Linked DNA regions of Mus musculus: region 1 is linked to region 2. Evidence: chromatin contacts called from public HiChIP or PLAC-seq data. All regions are on one chromosome and are shown on one strand. The core of a region is the stretch at or near the end of the contact, and the rest is flanking DNA. Distances in the headings are between cores, read along the strand shown. Region 1 holds the start of Tlcd4 (TLC domain containing 4). Region 2 overlaps Tlcd4 (TLC domain containing 4).

The links. HiChIP or PLAC-seq counts read pairs in DNA pulled down with a chosen protein or histone mark.
Region 1: an H3K27ac HiChIP or PLAC-seq map of embryonic stem cells shows a contact between it and region 2, with 13 read pairs. The contact joins the promoter of Tlcd4 here to the enhancer-like site in region 2. A contact is called at or near these places in 1 of 39 promoter capture datasets (erythroid cells), 1 of 15 datasets of contacts at CTCF or cohesin (the G1E-ER4 cell line), 10 of 484 Hi-C or Micro-C datasets (the G1E-ER4 cell line, bone marrow-derived macrophages, cerebral cortex and 6 more), 4 of 115 datasets of contacts at active chromatin or transcription factors (embryonic stem cells and hepatocytes) and 4 of 9 other capture datasets (adipose tissue, embryonic stem cells, liver and 1 more).

The regions. Positions count from the first base shown.
Region 1 is chr3:121,261,660-121,268,599 of GRCm38.p6, forward strand. Tlcd4 (TLC domain containing 4) reads right to left here and starts at 1,508. Exons shown (of 8, transcript NM_001355678.2): 1 at 1,041-1,508.
Region 2 is chr3:121,202,458-121,210,314 of GRCm38.p6, forward strand. Tlcd4 (TLC domain containing 4) reads right to left here. Exons shown (of 8, transcript NM_001355678.2): 8 at 1-5,013. The coding sequence ends at 4,695. It also overlaps the pseudogene Gm52661. Among named protein-coding and RNA genes, the nearest start is that of Rwdd3, 35 kb to the left of the region's middle. Within about 2 kb of position 4,229, at least 18 of the 459 cell types and tissues checked have an H3K27ac peak or open chromatin away from gene starts, as enhancers often do. A contact at or near this core is called in embryonic stem cells and muscle stem cells, where this site is marked.

The DNA of each region.
Region 1 (6,940 bases), core at 258-2,757, 56 kb after region 2:
AGAAACAAAGAGAAAAGATCTTTAACCTGATGGAACATGGGCAGTGGGATTCCTGAATATATTGACTTAAGAAACTACTTATAAACGTTAATTTCACCTTAAAACATCCCCATCCTAGATCCATTTTTAATTTTTCAATTATCTGACTATGTAAAGGTTTTACTAAATAAAATTACAGACATGAGTATTAAACACATTAATTCCCACCATCCACACAAACTCTCCCACATTGCCTCCAAACTGGTATCTGAGTTAATTTAAACATCAAAGATTACTTTTTAATATTTTGCAGTTTTACATACACATGTACAGTGGCTCGAAAATGCTTACAAATAAAAACAAAAACACAGGCCAGCAAGTGTCCGTTAAATGAACTTAACTTAAAACCACTTTCACAGAGGCTGCCCTACCATCTTGGAAAGGTGGGAAAATAAGATAGTGGCATTAGAGGCCCCATTTCCTACCAAGGTAAACGAAGGCACTTAGTTTAACCAACTTGCCAGGAGGTTACAGAGGCTGGAAAGAGAAACCAATTCTCCCTCCACTAGACTTAAGCACTCAGGTGGCTAAAAATGGGACCCACTTGAGAGTCGTGGGGGGTAAAAATAGGCTACTTTTTTTAGAAAAGGAGGATGGGGATGCCACTTGATGCTCCCGACCCTGAGCCGGTCTCTCGCAAGAAAGCGTCCCCCGCAGGCCCAGAGGTTGCACCCACCCGCTTTGGGCTCAGACCCCTTGATTGCCTCTAGCCAAGCAGGAAAGCCGGGGGACCGAACCAAGCAGCCTGGGAGAACCGAGTGGACCCCGGGCCAGCGCCGGGGGCCGCGGGCCCGGGACATCATCTGCTCCGAGCTAAGCGGCGCGGGGCCGACAGCAGGAAGGATGCTGCGCCGCCGCACACCTGCGAGAGCCTCCCGCGCGCTCCCACCCGCCTCGGGCGCCCGAGCTCGGCCGCGCTAGGCCGGTGCGACGCGGCGCAGTGCCCGAGGCTGCGCTGGGCGAGGCCGCCCTCCTCCCGGATCCCGTCCAAACGGCGTCACCTGTGCCGGGTCCCGGGACGACTCCCGCGGGCGGCGGCTACGCGGGGCCGGGAGAGCGCAGCGGGGCTCACAGGCGCCTGGTCATCCAGCCTGGCCCGAAGGCTGCGCCGGCCGGAGCCACGCGCGAGATGCTCGCGGAAAGCCGGGGGAGCCCGGAGGAGCTGTCGCCGAGGCTCGCGCCGCCGCTGCCGCCGCGCCCGCCCGGACTGCGGGCTCGGGTTACCGCAGAGCGGCTCCTTAAAGGGGCCGCGGCCGCTCGGACTGGGCTGGCGCTCGCCGCGGCTCCGACCCCAGGCCAGAGTGGGCGGGGCCCGGAGGCCGCGCGTGGGGCCCACCTCCCGGCGCTGGGACTTGGATCGCGGCGGGAGCTCGAAGCCGCGAGCTTAGGCGGTGGGCTGCGAAGGAACCCTGAGAGCTCACACCTCTGCCCGGGTGCAGTGTGCGGTGCGCGGGCTTTCCCAGCAAGTCACAGACCTCACGAGTGGGGAGAAGAAGTATGTGAGTCCGCCCCCGCGTTGGTCAGCGCCCCGGCTCGCCACGTAACCCAAACCCCTTTTCAATGGGGAATTCTGTCTTATATGCCCAAACGCTGTGCAAAAGATCCGCATGGTTTGCTTTGTCGAGGAGATGAAATGGCAACTGATGCTTTTTTTTTTCTTTCTGCCACGTCTGCCACGGCCAAAGTCCAGCCCCGCCCCGTTCTGGTTTGAGGCTGCAGGTGCGTGCCAAGCCGGCTAGGAGGCACGTGTGTAGAAGAGGCGTCATGTCCCAGAGCAGCCTCTTCCCAAACCCCCGGAGAACACCCTTGAAGGACCGCAAGCTATCCAAGTATAGCTCCTGCCTAGCATGTCCAAGGCCCTGGATTCGATTTCCACGTAACAAAAACGGGTACATTAGCAATCCATCTATATCCGGGACCCCTCTGCGGTCAGGATGTTTAAATGGGACTGGACTGTTTTTTTTTTGTTTGTTTGTTTGTTTTTGTTTTGTTTTAGGACTGGCTGAGTATCCCAAACTGCCAAGTCTATAAACTCTGCTTTCCGACCTGCTGTATCAACCAGATCCAATTAACTGGAATAAAACTAAATAATGCAGAGGTACACACAAGCTGTATGATTTGCCAAAAAAAAAAAAGCAGTCACAAGTCCTATTTTTGGAACTAGATGAATTCTACATAAATCGAATAACCTGGAAATTTCAACATTAATGACATAGGGCAGTTGTTTGTGAGAAATACCTACCAAATAAAGCTTACATATTTGACCTAATAATATGCATACACACAGGGAAGCATCTGCTGCCAATTTAGGCCAGAAAATGTACACATAATCTCACACCACATCTGTATTTAAATTCATCTTGGAAAGCAATAGAACCGAAATCCTATTTATTAGAACCTGGAGTCCATTTTTTAGCCGAGCTGTCTCCAGCTGACTGAGCTAACTAAGCTCAATGAAGCTCACGTCTTCATCTATAGAAATGGAACAATTCAATTATTTCTGAAAGCTCCCCGGTCTAGGCGGAACCACAGAGAAAACCTCTATGAGCTACACGGTCAGAAAACCAGCCAGGAAGACCATGCAGATCGTTCCCTGTGTTCTACCCAAGCGTCTCGGCATTCCAGGGCCACAGCGCTGTGGCCACACCTGTTTCATCACAGATATTTCCCAACCTGCATAGCCCCTGACTGTTTTTGCTTTGCCCCATAGCTGCTTCATGTACTCATGTGCTCCTCTCATAACTGTGTGGGCATGTGATGGTTATAGGCAGATATCTATAGGGTCAGTTCAGCTAAGACGAATTTCACAGTGCTATCTCAGGACTGTCATCTGCAGGCACTTATCCTAGCTCCTCATTGTTGGTCAGTTGCTCTGTTCTCTCCTGATAATGCACCACCATTACCCTTAACATCTATAATTCTCTAACTCCAACAGTAATTAACCTAACAAGCCAAGTCAACCTATGGAAATACACTATGGAAATGTGACTGTCCCGGGATTCCTTCATGAGCCTCTATCAATGCATTACCAAACTGCAAGAGTGTATTGAGATTACATAGTGATTATATCAAGGACAAACATTGAGATCTGAAAATACTAGTTGAATTTCAAAACTTACTTTCCCTCCACCACCCCCATTTTGAAACAGTCTCAGCTAGCCCAGGCTGACATCTAACTCATGTAAGATGCACCATAATACATGCCCACATTGAATGTTAAATTTTAGTCTAACAAAAAAAAAGTGATTTTAGCAGAGAATATACCTACTGTATATTTTCTGAATTTCTTTAGACTGGTCATTTCAATTATTCACTTTTAAATCTTAGTTACTCTTAACAAAACTTCCTCAAAATCCTGTGTTTACTGTATGAAGTCCTGAATTTCTAGTGTGTTGCGGGCGTCAAAGCTAAATTGCACTTTTTGTGCTATTTGATCAAAGAAACCGCTCAAGAGAAGTAAAAATATTTATTCATCTACCCTTAAAGGCTGGAGAGACGGCTCAGCAGTTAACAGCACTGGCTGCTCTTCCAGAGGCCCTGAACTCAATTCCCAGCACCCACAAGGTGGCTCACAACCATCTATAAAGGAGTCTAGTGTTCTCTTCTGGTATGCAGGTGTACATGCAGCAGGGTACTCGTATACATAAAATATACAAATAAATAAAGATAAAAAAAATAAAATAAAAATTCTCTTAAATGATACAAATTTCCCTGATGAATTAGTTTTAAAAAAATCCTTACACTTCTAAATAGAGCTGATTGTTAAACTGAGACTGAAAACTACTTTGTTTTTTAAAATAACAATGGAGCTCAGGAAAAATTGCTCAGTTCTCTTCTTTCTGTTTTTTGGGGGTTTTGGGTTTTTTTGGTTTTTTGGTTTTTCGAGACAGGGTTTCTCTGTGTAGCCCTGGCTGTCCTGGGACTCACTCTGTAGACCAGGCTGGCCTCAAACCCAGAAATCCACCTGCCTCTGCCTCCCAAGTGCTGGGATTAAAGGCGTGCGCCACCACGCCCAGCTGAGAGATGAAGTCTAGATGATCACACACATTCTGATCAGAAAGTCTGGGCTAGAGCTAGAAACCTGTCTCGGAGGCAAAGCCCTTGCTGGGCATGTGCAAGGCCCTAGGTTCATCTACAGCACAGGAGGAGAGGGGAGGGGAGGGAAGAGGAGGGAAAGGGTGGGGAGAGGAGGGGAGGGGAGGGGAAAGGTGGGGGTGGGGAGGAAGGGAGGTGAGAGGGGCCGGGTTTAGGGGCATGGTTCAGCTAGTAACAGAAATGAATGACTGCACTAGGACTTTTAGTATATCAAGAACTTTTTGCCAGATGTTATGAGTACTTACTTAAAATTACTTTCCATTGTGTTTTAGGAAGAAACTATTTGAAGATATTAAAAAATGTTATCCCTATAGGGGTAAAATGCTGGATAAGTTCTGAGTTCTTTGTGCTTACATTATGTTTTTCTCCCTGAATATATGTGTATTACCTTTCTTTACATTTTATTTTTAATAAAAGTCATAGATATAGATATATGAGTCATTTAAAATGTATATGAAATTTTATATATGGAATTTTAAAAGGGCTCTTAGAGCTTCAAGTAAAAGCCATGGCCTGCCTACTTCTCACCTGTCCTCAGCTACATTCCTCAAACCCTACCATGTATTCTGAATTTTCTAATACTCGTCTATGTTTCTTGATTTTCCACTCCAGACGTCACTGACTGACAGCTTGTCACAGTATTTGAGGATCTAGCTCTTTCCACAACACCACTGCCACCATGTCCCAAAATACCCGCCCCACCCTTGCTCCCAAATTAGCCTCATCACAATCAATAAACAGTAATTAGGGTTTACATCATCCTGACCAGGTGAACAGAACTCATTGTCAAGGCAAGTACTGTGCATGGTAACATTTCTCTTGAATGGCCTCCTGGGGGTGGGGAGGGAGGGGAGTTAATAACTGGCCTGGCTCTTTTGGCTTTTTAGAACATGTATCTAACCTAAATGATATCCAATTTTTTTAACATATCCATCAGATACCCATCAGTAATGTCCTCCGACGCCCAAGCATGTCACTTTGCCTCCACCCTCATTTTGCTGAAGCGCCAACCTTCTTCAGAGGCGTCCACAGAAAGCATAGAATCTGGAAAAATGTCTATTTCCTGTTCTCCTCGTGGTGCTGAAACAGCTGATACCTCCACAGTTCCTCCATGCCTCTCTGACTTCTTTCTCTTCCTAGATGTTCTCACTATGTTTGAAAGCCTGAATCATCCCAAAAATATATCTTAGAAAGAGTCTGTTTTTTTTTTTCATTGATTATACCGAACACTAAGGGATTTTTATCTTAGCTACATTTTTTAGTTTTTATTCCCCTCCCCCTTTGGTGAATTCTTGGTAGTAGCATATTAGCATGTCTATCTTGTTCTCTAAATTTATTGCCCTTTCATCCACTTCTGAATCCAGCACTCACTTAAAAAAGCTGGGTGTGCTGGCACACCTGCAACCTCAGGAGGAGTGGGGGCAGGGGGGCAAGGTGACCCCAGGGGTTCACTGGCCATTTATTTTAGCCAAAAAGGCAAGCTCCTGCTTCAATAAGAGACGCTGTCTCAAAAATGAAGCGAGGCAGAGAGCAGCAATGACAAGCAAGAGCCACCTGACCTCTGACTTCTTATGCAAGCACACAGGTGAACACACCTACACACAGAGTAACATGCACATTCATATACAAAGAGTTCTACTCAATCCACCTTCAGGTCCTATGTCTCAGTTATCTCTTGCCACAGTCTCCGAACCCTTGGGCTTATCATTTCAAAGTCAGGGAGGCTCCCAGAAACCAAGAACATCTGTGCATTTCTACCTTGACACTTAACTGTATTTTGCAATTAACCTTTAAACTCACTTCATTTCTTCCTAATCCAGGGGATGACCTCATCCTTACCTTAACCCGTCTTTGCTGCCTCCCTGTGCTCCCAAAAATGTACCCGATATCAACTCCACCACACAATAGCCAGTGAAAATTCTCTTGAGCTCCAGATCTACAGTCCTGGTATGCTGCTATGTTTTCCCAGATGCAGTGTAGTAAAATATATAATGCTTTGTCTCTCTTCTCCACCCTCTTCATCCTTCTACCCACATTCTAACCAGTCCCAGGCACTGCTCAGCTTCCAGGATCGGATGAGATGGGGTACACTTGGGGTTCCTCATTCTCTATCTTTCCCTTCTAAGGAGAAACCATGCCTCTAGTCCATCTACCTCAGAAACTGCAACTGTTGGGAGCCAGTGAGAGACAAACAGCTGAGTGAGTGAAGGCACTTGCTGCCGGGTCTAACAACCTAAGTTCAGCCCCTGGGACCCACATGGTAAAAGGAGAGAACTGACCCCTACAAAGTGTCCTTTAACTAGTATGTGTACTGGTCTCAAAGTCACTATGTAATTAAGGGTGACCTTGATTTTTTTAAATTTTATTAGATATTTTCTTTATTTACATTTCAAATGGTATTGCCTTTCCTGGTCTCCCTCTGAAAATCCTCTCCCCTTATCCCTTTTCCCCTCCTCCTGCTCCCCAACCCACCCACTCCCACTTCCTGGCCCTGGCATTCCTCTACACTGGGGCATAGAACTTCACAGGACCAAGGGCCTCTCCTCCCGTTGATGACCAACTAGGCCATCCTCTGCTGCATATGTAGCTGGAGCCATGAGTCCCACCATGTGTGCTCTTTGGTTGGTGGTTTAGTCCCTGGGAGCTCTGGGGTACTGGTTAGTTCATATTGTTGTTCCTCCTATGGGGCTGAACCCCTTCAGCTTCTCGGGTCCTTTCTCTAGCTCCTTCATTGGGGACCCTGTACTCAGTCCAATGGATGGTTGTGAGCATCTCCTTCTATATTTGTCAGGCACTGGCAGGGTCT
Region 2 (7,857 bases), core at 2,979-5,478:
TTTTGACAATATTATATGTTATAGTATCAGAGAAAAATCGTACATCTCACTATAGCTGATATATGTACTGCAGGTTTAAAGTAGCTTTTGCAAATTAGATCTATGTTGAAATGTTATTACAAATTCAAATAACTCAAAAACTTCATAGTTTATCCTACTTTTAAGAATATAATCTACACAAAAATTCCATAAGTAAAAAGCAGATGTAATTCCACAGAAACCAATCAAGCAACAAACAAAATTACAGAGCACATTTTATTTACAGCCGTAATTTTAGGTTCCATTCACCAAAAAGGAGCAAATTATTATAACACACACCAACTGCAGAATTACATAAAAATGCAAAGGAAAGGACAGATGGTGACTAACAGATTTCCAGGCAGAGGTATAGAGCTTATGAATCTGAGATGGAGAAGCAGCTTTGTGTTTGGTCCTGTGTAGGACCTGATATCAAAACTGCTCTTCAGAGTGGATACATTTGAATGTTTCAATGCAAACAAACCCATCTTTCGAAGCTGACCACTGCAATAGAAAACAAAGTATGACACAGTCTATCTAGTGGATGGGAGCTGAAGTCTGGACCACAAAGGAACCAGAGGCTCAAGTCCCTGGCTGTTGTACTCCGAGAAACACTAAATAACTCATTAGCTAGGAAGTCTTAAATAGTACCACGGAAATTGTTTAACGTTGAAGACTCTAAAACAATTCACCACAAGCCAGACCCTGCTGTCATCAAAACTGTTTTGCATCCTCAATACTGCCATAGGGTCTATAAAGAACATTTATTAAAATTAACACACCTACAATAAATCCGTAGCTGAAACACTTTATAAAACTCTTATTGCTAAACCGGTTAAAGAAAGAGCTTACAGATGTTTCTTAATAAAACCATAATTACCTTTGTTTCATGTTGTAAACAGGTATTATTATACACTGACTGGCTTCCTGTAGCCTCTTAATAAACTGTGGTTTGTCAGATCTTTATTTATACCTCCTACAATGCTTGTGTGCGTGAGGAAACCTGTTTGTAAACTCTGAAACTTGCCACAAGAAATTAAGACGCATCCAGATGAGTGGTGGTGTCTGAGAAAGAGACATTAGAAAGGCCCTGGCATATGGAAAGGGGATACTGAAGTCTGTGGGGCATTAGCGATGAGCAAGCCAGGCAAGCTCAGCTAGAAAAGGATCAATAAAGGAAGAGATAGCATCTCTGAAAGGAAAAGCAGTCTTGCTATCTCCTCCCACTCCGGGTCCTGGAGGATTTTCTCATTTCTGCACACGTCATCAGAGTTCTGCATCAGGCTTAGCTTTCGGTAGCTTTGGCATGAGCCAGGTGTGGTTAAGGCTGGGAGGTGTGTGTGCACATTCAGAGACTCTTCATACAGGAAGATTCTCACTAGTGTGCTGGCTCACACCTGCGGAAAAACACTCTGCCAATCTAACAGAATACAATGTTTCCTTTTGATGAAATCCAAAACACAAGATACATAACCTTCTATGAAACATTACTGATGCCCATAACTATGTGGGCTTTTCAACTGCACAGACTGCTAAAGTTCTTAAAGCAAGGCAATGAATACACACAGACCAATCGTTAAGATTCATATTAACATAGTTGGAGCTAACAGCAATGCAGGAATAAACGTATCCAGATATGTTAATGGAGTCTTGTGGGACATGTTGATTTTTTCTTAACAATGAAAGCAAAGAAATGTGTGTAAGGATGGGGCTTCTTCCTTTGTGCATTCACTCATGACAAACTACATTTCCAAATGCCTAAGAAATGCCTCCAGGAGTTAGGCAGAAACCTCACAAAGAACTTGTCTCTAAATGCCCAAGGCTTCAGAGGAAGCAATTTACACATCTGACACTTGAACAGAAACTTGGACTTAAGCAAATTATTAAAATTTATGGAAGAATTTCATCCAAATACCTATAAATTAGGCAACTTTCCAAACCTATGCACCCAGTTTATCCAAAATAAAGCAGGGTGACTCTCAGAGATGGTAAAACCTACCAAAATTCCTCTGGACACATAACTGGTCCACGAAACAACAGGAAACAAACAAAACAAAATAGAAAATACCCATTTCAAGTTTGAAAAGCCAACACACCAGGGTACCTTGAGTTAATTTCTTTGCATGCATATGTAACTCCATTTTGAATTTAAAAAAAAATGCAAAGAATCCTCCAAATGATTTTAGACACAAGAATGCAAATTCTATGAACCCAAGCTCCAAATACCTCAAGTCTAGCACATAACATACCATCAAGTGCAGGGCCCACAGTCTTGCATGCTACTAGTTGAGTTTTGCTTTTTTTTTTTAAAGTTTATTTTCTAGAATACTACATATTCAGATTGTCACTAATCTTCTCTAGAAAAATAGAATTGCTTAAAAATTTATACCAATTTGCTTTTATTTTCTATAAATATTTTAAGACTTGTTAAATATCAGAATGCCTAATAGACTCACTTAAATTAATCAATGTAGCCAAAATACTTATATCTAAAATATCTAGCAAAAATTTGTCATTCAATAAATGAAAATTTCATTGTTTTAGTAAATACTATGTTCTGTCTTTATTTGTATTTTAGGTTGATAAATGTGATCACAAAACAGCAAAATACAGCCCCAGGGGAGGGCTGGCTTGCAGTGGCAGTTTGCAGGACATTTCCAACACAGTTCCCTTCTATAAAGGATGAGGAGAGTGGAAGTCTGGAAGCTGCAGATAATAAGGGCTACAATGGCAAATCTGGGTTTAATGTTTGATATTCCGAACATACTTATTGGTTATATCGAGTAATGATAAAAGCAACGAAATACAAATGACCCTTTCAGCATGAAGCAATTATCGCCTTCACAGAGACTCATAACCATACACTGCCATCATTTTAATGGCGAGTTTAAAATCTGCGTTCAGAACTGTAGTACTAGCCAAAGAGACAAACATATTTACCTCAAGATTTATTCTTTTCTTAGTGGATTTCCAAAATAGTTTTATAATATAAATGTCTTCTCTCCATTAAAAAAAAAAAGCCCATTTTCTTGTAAAAGAGCCATGAACAATATAAAATCATTTGCATCCCTATACCTTCACTTTTACACAACCAGTGCACACCTGAGTTGCCTATGATGGAGACAGCACTAAACTTAGCAAGCCATTACAAATGTGGCATTAGCTGCTTTAAAGACAAAGCCCTATCTTTTTCATGACTTTATCTTTCAAAAGTAAATACACCAAGAACAAGACAATCGACTTGATTTTTATCATTGGACTGGAATTTCAATTCCCATCTTTAAACATACCAGAACTTGCCAGACTCTATCTGTACTAGACAATTAAATCAAACTACATTACATTAAATGTTTTGATGACATTCCATTAGTTCATCAGCCTAAGATGAATAATGAAAGAGCCAAACGTTCTCCTTCAGTCTGATACTCTAAATGGATTAGATCTTTTGGTTTAAGTTCAGTTAAATTCAAGTATTCACCACTAATTGGATTAAGTCTATATCTTAAGAACAATCATTAAAGTCAAGTACTTCAGAAAAAAATAAATAAAGGCAATAATAGCTAAATATATAATTCTATATTTGGATTGCAAGAATCAAAGGAAAAACACCCCACTACACGCGCACACACACACGATTTTTTTTTCACAATGAATGACAGTTTTGATAATCAGAATACTTGGGGTAAGTCACCTTCCTTCCTTCTGCTCTTTAAGAAAACAAAAAGGCAAAGACAAACTAAGCAAGCCTGAGTAAAATCTCTAAGTAAAGCACAAACTCTGACTTGTCTGTAGTTTTAGTCTCACCAAAATGAGGCCGATTTCAGGAGCATGCCCAGCGCGCACATTCTAGACAAGACTGGTGTTCTGGTGTCAGGTTTGGAACTTGGAAAACTTTGCAAGAAGAAATATGATCTTTATGGGGAAAGTACCCGGAAGCAGGCGAAGGCAGCGTGATGAGGCACGTTCCCGGGAGTCCTCACTATCGGCATTCATGTGGTCCACAAGATGGGTCTTAAACCTTGCCTGACTATAAGATTTTCAAAATATAATTGGATAAAGCACTACAGAGAGAAACGAAGCAGCTGAAATCTTAAAAATGCATAAAATATTTTCAAATATGATAGGATCAACATGAGAAGTGCTCTATCGTAGCGTAACAGATGACTGCATACCCCCATGAAACCATGTCAGTTCTGATGGCCTGGGGAAGGGACGTGCTGGCAACTTAGAAAGGAAACCCTACACAGGCTCTGATGTTGGAAAAGACCGGAGCACAGCCAACGGAGCTGCTCGCAGACTGAAAAGCCGTTCTCAGTCCTTCAGCAAAATAAAATGGGTGGTGTACAAAGGCCACCGAATCACCAGCCATTTTCCTGCAGAGAATAATCCCCATGAACACTGACGAATTCAGAAAAGTTTCCCCACTCCACTTACAACTTTTGTTTAAACCTTTCAGTTTCCATCCATGCTTAAAAATATTGAAGGAAAGAAGAAATCCTGGGATGAAGACTAAATTTTATTTTCTCTTGTCTAAAGATTAAAGAAAAGAGGAAAGAACACTGAAACCATGAGTAACAACCGTGCCTAACAGAGCGGCGCAGGAGCTCATCGTGTCGGCCGGGACAAAGAGGAATGAAGATGGCTTATGGAAGCAAGGTGTCCGATGAAGCATGCCTTTAGTCGAGTTTCCCGTTCTGAAGGCTATCCTTGGCTTTCTCTTGTCTGATGAGGGAGATGACTTTGATGCATCCTTTCGTGATTTTGATCATCCACATGATATTCATCACGTCTAAAATAACACAAGTAACGATCCAGACAGACTGGATTACAAATCCGAACCTTATGTAGGGTTCTGTTCCGTACACGGAGTAAAGGAAGAAATACATCGGAGGTATCGAAATGATCCGCACGATGAAAAAGACCACCGTCATAAGAATTCCATTGATGACATTGGCTTTGGAAAACTTGGGGTACTTCAGGGCTTCAAAGAACCACCTGATGAGAGAAGCAAAGATAAGTCACACAGTCTGCAGCTTGGGGAATCTGCCCTCCTAGCACCTGCGCACATTGCTTGTTTACTAGTTAGGCACTGAGGAAGCCAGCGCCATCTTGTAATGGCGATTGTGCACAGCTTCCCACACCCTCCTCCTCTGTGCCTTAGGCTGAAGGAGGAACTCAAGGACCACATAACAACTTGTGTGGAGGGGTTGGGGACACGACTCTTTTAGATGGAGTGTTTTCTGTGCAACTTGAATGGGGACTTGGATTCTGATCCCCTGGTACTCAAGGTTTGTAACCCTAGTGCTGGGGGTTGGGGGGGGGGGGTGGAACGGAGAGCAGGCAGGTTGGGTGGGGGGGTGCGGGGCGCGCAGGGCGGGGTAGAGCGGAGAGCAGGCAGATCCTGGGAACGCACTGGGCCCGCTCATCTTGCTGAAATGGCAAACACTGCGCTCAGTGAGAAACGCTGTCTAAAAAGGTAAGTAAGGTGGAGAAGCAACTGATGAAAACATCCGGATGTCAACCATACACACACACACACACACACACACACACACACACACACACACGTGTGCGTGACCACACCCACACAGAATGATTTAAAGGGCCTTGGAGAGTCCACGCACTACAAAAGAACAGCTGGAGGAGTCATAATGCCTACTTCTGGGAAATCTCTGTAAAGCGACACAATGAAGACTCGGGGTATTAGAGAAACAAACCAGAGTCACAGAAGCGTTAGAGATAGATACATACAGATGTACTCAAGTGACTTCTGACCCTGACATTAATTAGGCAACTCAACAGAAAAAGAATGCCTCTGCCCCACTGTGAGAATATCCAGCAGAGAAATTAACTCAAAGTAGATTTAAAACCTATATGTAAAATACAAAAGTATAAAACTTCTAGAAAAAAAAAGAAAACATGAAAAGTTCGATGAAAGTTTTTGCTGTAACACTGAAGTGCAACAATGCAGGGGGCTGGCCATGACTGGTGAGCTGGCACTCTGGATTTCGCTAGAATTAAAAGTTTGCACTTTGAGGCCAGGCATGGTGGCGTGGGCCTTCAGTCCCAGCACAGAGGAGGCAGAGGCAGAGGCAGGCCGACCTCGAATTCCAGGCCAGGCTAGTCAACATAGCAAATGACAGCACAGCCAGAGCTTCACAAGAAATCATGTCTCAAAAAACAAACAAATAAAATTTTCACTTTGGAAGAGAAGAAAAAGACACAGTGGGTGAAAATACAGCATTAATATGTAATAAAATACCATATCTAAAATAGTAAGGGCTGGAGAGATGGCTCAGCAGTTAAGAGCACTGACTGTTCTTCCAGAGGTCCTGAGTTCAATTCCCAACAACCACATGGTGGCTCAAACCATCTGTAATGGGATTCCATGCCCTCTTCTGGTGTGTCTGAAGACAGTGACAGTGTACTTATATAAAACAATCTTTATCTCTAACAAATGTAAATCTTTTAAAAAAATAAAATACTTAGAAGCCAACAGTATGGAAACAATCTATTTCTACACTTGATCTTAGCCAAAAGGCCGAGAAGCGATAACAATCTATTTCTAACACGGGTAAATGATTGTAAACATCCCATTACAGGAGACCCAGCACATGGAGATAGAGAGTGAACATATAAGCCCAGTGGCACATGCAGGAGGTTGAGACTGGCTCATATTTGAGCCTGGGTAGTTTGTGACAAGTCTGAGCAGTGTGGTTGGCCCTTTTCCCAAAAACAAGTACAGAACCACCACCATCCCCCATCATGCTGAAAGATCAAAATCAAATATGCTCAACACTGTCTGTCACTAGGAAAATATCAAGATGGAGACAGATATAGCCACTTTAGAAGACAGTGTAGCAGTTATAAAGCGACACACGCAGCAAACAACCTAACTTTTCTAACTGACAAAAAATGCAGTAAGCATACATCGCTATCATAGGAACACCAAGCCTGAGGCTCTAACCCACCTCAGAGGGATGAATGGTGGTGAAGAGCGAAGAAGAACAGCTCGCCAGGAAGCAAAGATGGAAGTTTTGAGGAAAGTGTGGCAGAAGGGGGTGAGACAGCCACAGCTGAGGAGAACTCTGTGCCACATTAAAGGGCTCAAATTTTATCCTCCAAGCAGCAAGGCGCCGCATGTCATTTTCACTGTGAAAGAAGACAGCACGGAAGGCAGAGCTGCAGGGAGGTCAGTGGTCTGCAGCCAGGAGCAGTGAACCTTTTCCTCCAATAGGAAGATGTGGACATTCACAGTGTAGCTCTGGAGACTGGATGTCCCGAGTTCAGCTCTTTGGCTTTGTGGGTGTTGGGGGAAAGCGAGCATGGGAAGCAAACAATTGTGGTAACCCAGGGAGAATGCACAGCAGTGTCAGTACAACCAGCATTAGTCTGTCCACCTGCTCTCAGACACATCTCCCTGCTGTGCCCATGCCTTACGGTTACCAGGATCTGTGAACTTGTTCACAAGGCTTAATGTGGGCTAAGCCTCATACCTCACACGTGTCTGATTTGACATTCCTACTCTGTGAGAGCCCACACTAAATCATAAAAGAGTAAATGAAAGCTTTCTGTGGATTTGGGATTTTTGACGGAAGACTTGAAGGCTAGTTAATTTTCTCAGATTTGGGGAAGTGACAGATGGGGGAACTACAGAAGAAAGGTGTCAACAGCCCACAGGTAAGGCAGAGAGACAAAACCAATGCTCAGTGGTCAGAAACAAAGGACAGTATGTGGAACACATCACAGAGGACTCTGAAAAAGAAGAGAGACAGGTAGACAGGATGCTTTTTAGTAAGGATACTGGCATCGAAAGAGGACCACCGGAAAGCCGGCTCT